2 separate regions of the Ovis aries genome follow, and region 1 is linked to region 2. Evidence: chromatin contacts called from public Hi-C data. All regions are on one chromosome and are shown on one strand. The core of a region is the stretch at or near the end of the contact, and the rest is flanking DNA. Distances in the headings are between cores, read along the strand shown. Region 1 holds the start of POLI (DNA polymerase iota). Region 2 has its middle 75 kb from the start of MBD2.

Evidence for each region. Hi-C and Micro-C count contacts between places; a contact is called where the count stands out from the background.
Region 1: a contact with region 2 is called in a Hi-C map of skin fibroblasts, with 2.4 times the contacts expected there. The contact joins the promoter of POLI here to the enhancer-like site in region 2. A contact is called at or near these places in 2 of 16 Hi-C or Micro-C datasets (blood and skin fibroblasts).

Annotation. Positions count from the first base shown.
Region 1 is chr23:54,025,502-54,029,978 of ARS-UI_Ramb_v3.0, forward strand. It overlaps POLI (DNA polymerase iota), which reads left to right and starts at 2,411. Exons shown (of 9, transcript XM_060405283.1): 1 at 2,411-2,593. The coding sequence starts at 2,440.
Region 2 is chr23:53,908,296-53,912,562 of ARS-UI_Ramb_v3.0, forward strand. No RefSeq gene overlaps it. Among named protein-coding and RNA genes, the nearest start is that of MBD2, 75 kb to the right of the region's middle. Within about 2 kb of position 2,591, at least 3 of the 54 cell types and tissues checked have an H3K27ac peak or open chromatin away from gene starts, as enhancers often do.

The DNA.
Region 1 (4,477 bases), core at 1,161-3,660, 120 kb after region 2:
AATTCAGGTACACAATCTAACGGTATTTTTAAAAACTTTTTATTTTGTACTGGAGTATAGCCATTTAGGGCTTCCAACGTGGTGATAGTGGTCAAAAGCTATGGTTTTTCCACTAGTCATGTATGGATGTGAGAGTTGGACTATAAAAAGCTGTCAATTCAGTCAGCTGAATTGCTCTGTTGTGTCTGAATCTTTGTGATCCCATAGACTGCAGCACGCCAGGCCTCTCTGTCCATTACCAACTCCTGAAGTTTACTCAAACTCATGTCCATTGAGTCAGTGATGCTATTCAACCATCTCATCCTATCTTTCCCAGCATCAGGGTCTTTTCCAATGAGTCAGTTCTTCTAGTCAGGTGGCCAAAGTATTGGAGTTTCAGCTTCAGCATCAGTCCTTCCAATGAATATTCAAGACTGATTTCCTTTAAGGTGGACTGGTTGGATCTACTTGCTGTCCAAGGGACTCTCAAAGAGTCTTCTCCAGTACCACAGTTCAAAAGCATCAGTTCTTCGGTGCTCAGCTTTCTTTACAGTCCAACTCTCACATCACATGACCACTGGAAAAACCATAGCTTTGACTAGACGGAAGTTTGTTGGCAAAGTAATGTCTCTGCTTTTTAATATGCTGTCTAGGTTGGTCATAATTTTTCTTCCAAGGAACAAGTGTCTTTTAATTTCATAGCTGCAGTCACCATCTGCAGTGATTTTGGAGCCCCACAAAATAAAGTCTGTCACTGTTTCCACTGTTTCCCCATCTATCTGCCATGATGGGACCAGATGCCATGATCTTAGCTTTTTTAATAAAAGCTGAGCACTGAATAATTGATGCTTTTTAACCATGGTGTTGGAGAAAACTCTTGAGAGTTCCTTTGACTTCAAAGAGATCAAACCAGTCAATCCTAAGGGATATCAGTCCTTAATATTCATTGGAAGGACTGATGCTGAAGCTGAAACTCCAATACTATGGGCACCTGATGGGAAGAGCTGACTCACTGGAAAACACCCTGATGCTGGGAAATATCGGAGAAGGCAATGGCACCCTACTCCAGTACTCTTGCCTGGAAAATCCCATGGACAGAGGAGCCTGGTAGGCTGCAGTCCATGGGGTCGCGAAGAGTCAGACACGACTGAGCAACTTCACTTTCACTTTTCACTTTCATGCATTGGAGAAGGAAATGGCAACCCACTCCAGTGTTCTTGCCTGGAGAATCCCAGGGACGGGGGAGCCTGGTGGGCTGCCGTCTATGGGGTCACACAGAGTCGGACACAACTGAAGTGACTTAGCAGCAGCAGCAGCTGGGAAATATGGAAGGCAGGAGGAGATGGGGACAAGAGAAGATGAGATGGTTGGATGGCATCACTGACTTTATGGACATGAGTTTGAGCAAGCTCCAGGAGTGGTGAAGGACAGGGAAGCCTGGTGTGCTGCAGTCCATGGGGTGGCAAAAAGTGGGATTCAACTGACCAAGCTGAACTGAACTGAGTGCTGCCTGCCCATGCACACAAGACCTAAGAGATGTGGGTTTGATCCCTGGGTTGGGAAGATCCCCTGGAGAAGGAACTGGCAAACACTCCAATATTCTTGTCTGAGAATCACATGGATAGAGGAGCCTGGCCAGCTACAGTTCATAGGGTGGCAAAGAGTCAGCTGGCTGAAGGGACTTAGCACACAGACACACAGACAATTACCAATGTTGCGATAGTTTTAGGTGAACAGTGAAGGGACTCAGCCACACCTATACACATGTTCTCTCCCAAACTCTCCTCCCATCCAGGCTGCCACTTAACAGTGAGCAGAGTTCCCTGTGTTATACTGTAGGTCCTCGTTAAGTTTTCCACTTTAAATACAGCAGTGTCACAGTATCTTTGAGTCAAACAACAAAACGCAATTTTAACATACTAGCTAATCGTATTAGTTGGAGAAGGAAATGGCAACCCATTCCAGTATTCTTGCCCGGAGAATCCCATGGACAGAGGAGCCTGGTGGGCTACAGTCCATGGGATTGCGAAGAGTCGGACACGATTGAGCAACTAACACAATCAGTTTACAAGGTCGCCTGGCTCTCACCATAATTTCCATCGATTCCCCCACCCCCATCACCATAAAATTTCAGCATCTCCGGGTTAGCATTTCTAACAGTTGACCGGGAGAACAAGCTGCCTTCTACATAAAAATAAACATTTAAAACTTGTGATAAGAACGTAACTCCGAAGACCGCATGCGGGGGCTGGGAAGAGCTGTTTGGGATGGTAAACCCTCCTTCAAGGCTACGCTGGAGAGAAGTCCCAGAGGCAAGTCAGGAGGATTTGCAGCCCTTGCGACCATCAAGGTAGCCCGCGGCTAAGCGCACACTGCGCAGGTGCGAGCCCCGCTGCTCCCCGCGGAGCGCGGGCGGCCGCGGCCGGAAGCTGCCTTTCGGTGGGCGGTCGCCGCGGGGGAATGGAGAAGCGGGGGGTGGAGCCCCAGGAGGCAGGCGGCGGCGACGACGACGAGGAAGCGGACTCGACTCGGGCCATGGAGCGGGCGGAGGCGGGGGCGCCCGGCGGCTGGCCCGGGGCGCTGGAGCCTGACGAGCCCGACGACCTCCCTTGGTGTAAATGAGCAGGCGGGGCGGGGCGACGAGGGCGGGCGCCCCGGGCGGCGGCGGCGGCGGCCGTTGGAGAGCGACCGTCCCCTCCCCGCCCGCGTCCTGGCGTGTTCCCGGCTCCGCCGAGAGGGCGGCCCTTCGCCGCTTGGTGTTCTGAGGCCACGGTCCCCGAGAGGGGCGGCTTCGCCCAGAAGGGGAAGGCCGGGCGCGTCCAGTGGGGTGATGGAGGCTGCGCTCGTCTCCCCTCAAACAGCCCCGCGAAAGCGGAAGGGGCCTCGGGGGCCTCAGGGCTGCGGAAGCGGGAACCTTGTCGCTCACTTGGTAGCGGTTGCGGCCCGGCCTCAGCCCGGAAGGGACCGCCCGGCTCGGAACCGAACCCGGCCGGGTCTGCAAGTGGCCGCCTCTCTGCTGATCCGCTTCCAGCCTCGGGGCCCAACCCCCGGGGTTTGGGGCCAAGGCTCTCTCTCCTTCCCAGTCTCCCAGCCCTTCGTTTTTAAAAAGCTTTAAAAATATTAAATACTTGCAGATTTACAGAGAGATGCACAGATAACTTTTACCGACTTTAATGGCTTACGTCACCGTGATACATTTGTCAAAAGAAAGTAACGTTGGCATAGTAATTGATACTCTTAACAGAAGGACAAGCTTTATTCAGATTTTACCAGGGTTTTTTTTTTTTTCCATTTAATTTGTTTCTGTTCCAAACTCCAAACCAGGATACCACATGGCATTTTAGCCTGCCTTGTTTTTAACTGCTGTTAATAGCTGAAATCTCCTGTCTTATCCCTCTGACCCCTCCACCAAGATGTGAACTACTTTTTAAAATCCAGGAAATATTTACTCAGTCTTTAAATTTAGCAAGTATTTGTTGGTAGTCTGCTGCTACTGCTAAGTCACGTCAGTCGTGTCCGACTCTGTGCGACCCCATAGACGGCAGCCCACCAGGCTCCCTCCGTCCCTGGGATTCTCCAGGCAAGAACACTGGAGTGGGTTGCCATATCCTTCTCCAAAGCATGGAAGTGAAAAGTGAAAGTGAAGTTGCTCAGTCGTGTCCGACTCAGCGACCCCACGGACTGAAGCCTACCAGGCTCCTCCATCCATGAGATTTTTCAGGCAAGAGTACTGGAGTGGGTTGCCATTGGTAGTCTAGGTATCGGCTATTCAGCATTGAACCAAATAATCCTGATCTCTTGGGAGCTAAATATAGTCCACTGGGACCCATAGATTCTGCCTTCTGTTTTGTGTTTCAGGCTGTTTTTTTAAGGACATGCCACTTAGAATAATTTTTTGTTGTTGTTTAGTCGCTAAGTCATGTCTGACTCTTCTGTGATTGCATGGAATGGACTGTAGCCCACCAGGCTCCTCTGTGCATGGAATTCTCCAGTCAAGAATGCTGGAGCTGGTTGCCATTTCCTCCTCCAGGGGATCTTTCCCACCTGGGGTTTGATCCCATGTCTCCTGCTGCTGCTGCTAAGTCACTTCAGTTTCCTGCGTTGGCAGGTTAAATCTTACAAGGAGCCACCAGGGAAGGATAATTTTTAAGTTGGTTGGAAGATTTGTGTTTACAAACTTTTCAGCCCTTTCCAACTTACTTTAAGTTTTCCTATAAACTTCAAAGTCCTAGGATTACCTCTTGCGTCTTCCATTATTGATAAAAGGTTTTTTTCCCTTAAAATTTATTACTATCCTGAGAAAAATGCAATACACCAAGAAATAGTAAACAGGCCTGAGGACTCTCTTGTAGGTGGAGTTTCTTTCATATCCTTGTAAGTTTTAGATTCTTTGAGACATGTAATAAATCCAGGGGAAAAAAACTTAAAAATCACTCTATATTCTTTGTTGGTTGCCATGTTTTAAGGGACTGGCAGTTGCTCAGAGGTGATAAACAGG
Region 2 (4,267 bases), core at 1,341-3,840:
ATGACCCCTCCAAAATGCCCATGCTGTCATTCTTAGGAGCATCAGTAGATTAGGTTCCATGGCAAACGGGACTTAGCAGATGCAATTAAAGTCGCAGACCTTTAAATAGAAAAAAAATCATCCTCGATTATCTGGGTGGACTCACTCTAATCGAATCATGAAAGCAGAGAACTTTCTCTGGCTGGAGTTGGAGACATGAGGTAAAAAGGGAAATGAGAGAGATTCACAGCAGAGAATGAATCTGACCTGCTTTTGTTGGCTTTTAAAGAATAGTTATTCATAAAATTTTGGCTGCGCTGGGTCTTTGTTGCTGCGCACAGCCTTTCTCTGGTTGGGGCGAGCAGGGGCTCCTCTCTACTGCGGTGCCTGGCTGCTCACTGCGGTGGCGTCTCTGGTTGTGGAGCGCGGTCTCTATGGCTTGCAGGCTCGGCGGTTGTGGTGCGTGGGTTTATCTGTCCCACGGCATGTGGGATCATCCTGGACCGGGGATCAAATCCATGCCCCTGCATTGGCAGGTGGATTATTAACCACTGTACCACCAGGGAAGTCCCTTTTGTTATCTTTAAAGATGAAGGAAGCCACGAGCCGGGGAATGTGGATGGCCTCTGGACGTTTAGGATAATCCCTGGCTGACAGTCATCAAGGAAAGAGGGACCTCAGTCCTGTACTCCATGCACCTGAATTCTGCTGACCACCCAAGTGCACCTGGGAGCAAATCTCCCCTAGAGCCTCCAGACAAAATTTCAGGCCAACCAGCACCTCCATTTCAACTGTAAGACTCTGAGCAGAGAACCAGCTTGTCACAGTGTGCCAGGATTTCTGACCCACAGAACCAGGAGATGATAAAGGGACGCTGTTTTAAATTTCTACAACTGCAGTAATTTGTTACCCCAGGAGCAGGAAACAAATACACAGTGTCAGCTCATGAAGGCTTTTAGTTGGGAGTATCCTCAGGTAAGGTGTGTAGACTGAGGGCCAGAGGTCATCTGAGGAGTCAGACGTGGTCCAAAAGAGTAGAAGCCCACAGTAAATGTGACCAAGAACATCAGATCATCTAAGAGGAATAACCAGTCCATCCTAAATGAGACCAGTCCTGGGTGTTCATGGGAAGGACTGATGCTGAAGCTGAAACTCCAATACTTTGGCCACCTGATGCAAAGCGCTGACTCACTGGAAAAGCCCCCAATGCTGGGAAAGATTGAAGGTGGGAGGAGAAGGGGACGACAGAGGAAGAGATAGTTGGATGGCATCACTGACTCCATGGGCATGAGTCTGAGTGAACTCCGGGAGTTGCTGATGGACAGGGAGGCCTGGCGTGCTGTGGTCCATGAGGTCACAAAGAGTCGGACACAACTGAGCGACTGAACTGAACTGAACTGAAGAGGTATATAAGATTTGGCAGAAACAGCAAAATGGAACAGAACTGGAAAAACCAGAGGCCTACAGAGCGGACAGATGTCTCTGTAGGAAAGCAGACAGGGCTTCACAAAAGCCTACATATGACTGACAGCATATGAAACCACGAGAATGAGATGGAAAGCTGGCGGGGGCTTCCAGCGATTAGCTGAATATTAGTGTTCAAAGCTGAGTCTAAAGTTTGGGTGTGCCATGGCTGATTCATGTGAGTGTATGGCAAAACCACCACAATATTGTAAAGTAATTAACCTCTAATTAAAAGAAAAAGAAAAAAATAATAAAGTTTGGGTGTGTACCTATCAGCAATGGCTGCTGAAGATCCAGGTATCAGAGCCTAATTAGAAGCACAAAGGTGGTTCCAGTACATCTGTGAATGGCTACTGGATTAGCCAACCTTCTATGTCTGCTCTACAGCACTTGGTTAAATAAAAAAGAGGTTTTTGCCTTTTCATTTGAGGATATGAGCCAAGACTGCTATAGACATTTGAATTAATAAACGAGAACTAAGTGGACGTGTTTGTGAGAGTGTACGTTTCTTCCTTGTTACATTTATTTCTTCCCCAAATGTCCTCTGAGATGTCTCTGTGCCAGGCAGGAATGTCCTCAAGTGTTCCCAGTTATTCTCCATTCTTTAACCCTCACTCGTATTTCCTCTTTTCTCTCTATTGGTCTTTAAGGATATGGTGAGGGAGCCTACCAGACTTCACTTTTTTAAATTAATCTTTATTGGAGTACAATCGCTTTACAATGTTGTGCTAGTTTCTGCTGTACAGCAAAGTGAAGATATACGTACAGATAGTTCCCCGCCTTCCTGGATTTCCTTCCCATTTAGGTCACCACGGAGCAATGAGTCGAGTTCCCTGAGCTGCACGGCAGATTCTCATTCATTGCCTACTTTATACATAGTATCAGTAGTGTAGATATGCCAATCCCAGTCTTCATCCCACCCCTCTCGTGTCCCTGCTTAGTGCCCATGCGTTTGTTCTCTACATCTGTGGAATTTCATTCAAAAAAAAAAAAAGAAGAAGAAGAAGAACAAAGATAGTGACTATTTCCTGAATGAATTGAAAGTTCCAGGAAAGTTGAGTATGTTTTTGACTCTCTGAGTAATACTGCAATTTCCCTCCAGTGTCAAGTATTTTTAGGGTTAGGTGACTAATCCATCCTACAGCAGCTTCTGATCAACTCAAATCTGGCCTGTTCCAAACAGTCACAGTGTTATTTTTAAAAAATAACAGTCATAGCTGTAAGCTTGTGGTTTTCTCATTTACAGTATTTTATCAAGTGACTCTACATTTTGGGGGCAGACAGAGCAAAGAAAGGCTTTAAAATAAGGCATTCAGTCTCATCATAAATAGAACTTTCTACCATGTTGCTATTCATATCTTTAAGTTTCCAAATGTTTCTATTTTCACACAACTAGCTATTGTTGAATCCAAGGCCCTTGAGTATAAGTCATGCTGTGAGCAACAAGGCACTCTGACAGCTGGCCCCCAACCTCCCCTGCTGACACACACAAGTCCTCACCTTGGTTCTCTTTAGGTTCAAGAGTTATCTGTCTGGTCAGCAAAATTCTAGATAACTCCCCGACCAAAGCAGATTCCAATCTCAAAAAAATCCCCAGGGTGTGTTTTGAGGAAAGGGGTTGTTACCATCTATGAAATACAGGCCATATACCAGGCATGTGAAATGTATTTCCCTACTGAGAATTGTTTTACAGAAGCTGTGGATACTAGCCCAGGAGTACATTGTCCCAAAGCTTTATGTATTTGATGGCAAGAGATTGCCAGGCTCCTTGACTCCAGGGAATGTGAACCCCAGACCAGGAGTACTGGTCTCAAACCTCTTTTAATAAGAATAATTTAATAATAAACCCTTTTCATAAGCCTGAAGCCTTGCAACTCAGATTGGGACTCGAACCCACGGGCCGGGACTCGAACCCAGCCAAAACCCAGACTGGGATTCGAAGCCACTGTCTTCTGAATGAGATCACACACCTGATTTCAGGACTTAAGCTCAGGTTCTTTAAGCCTCATGGCAGAAAGAATTCAGTGTGAGACAAAGTGATAGGTAAGAAGTGGAATTTTTAGAGAGGTCCACGTTCTACAGATAGTGTGGTTTTTCTCAACAGGTGAGCATGACCTTGGGAGAAACACACTCCATCCACAGTGCGTGGGCCATATCAGAAGGCAAGTTCCCAGAACATGGGCTGGTTAGTTTTTCTGAGCTGCGTAATTTCACAGGCTAATGAGCGGGAGGACTATTCCAACTATTCCAGGGGAGGGGCAGGGATTTTCAGGAATTGGGCCACGGTCCACTTTTTGGCCTTTTATGACCAGCCTCAGAACGGTCATGGAGCAGGTGGGTGTGTCATCTAGACGCTGATGTATTACAATGAGCATATAATGAGGTTCAAAGTCCTCTGGAAGTCAAATCTTCTGTCATCTTGGACATAGTTGGTCCTAACCAGTTTATGTGGTATCCTCAAGGGCTATATGTCATTCTTTCAGAGGTTGTGGCCTGCCCTCTTCCCTCCTGTTTCAAGCCCTTTAAAAAAACAAAAGCATAAGCTCTCAATTTATAGACGTTTACTTACAAATTATATACATGTACTACTCTGATCATATTCATTCGCTCAGTCGTGTCCGACTCTTTGTGACCACATGAACTGCTGCACGCCAGGCTTCCCTGTCCATCACCCAACTCCTGGAGCTTGCTCAAACTCATGTCTCTACTCTGATAATATGTCTTTAATTACTCAAAAATCAAAATCTCAAAAAGATCAGATGGAAACAGCCGTGTGGGACCCTATGGAGCCTTCCTGGAAAAGACCCCCTCCCCTGCTGCAGCT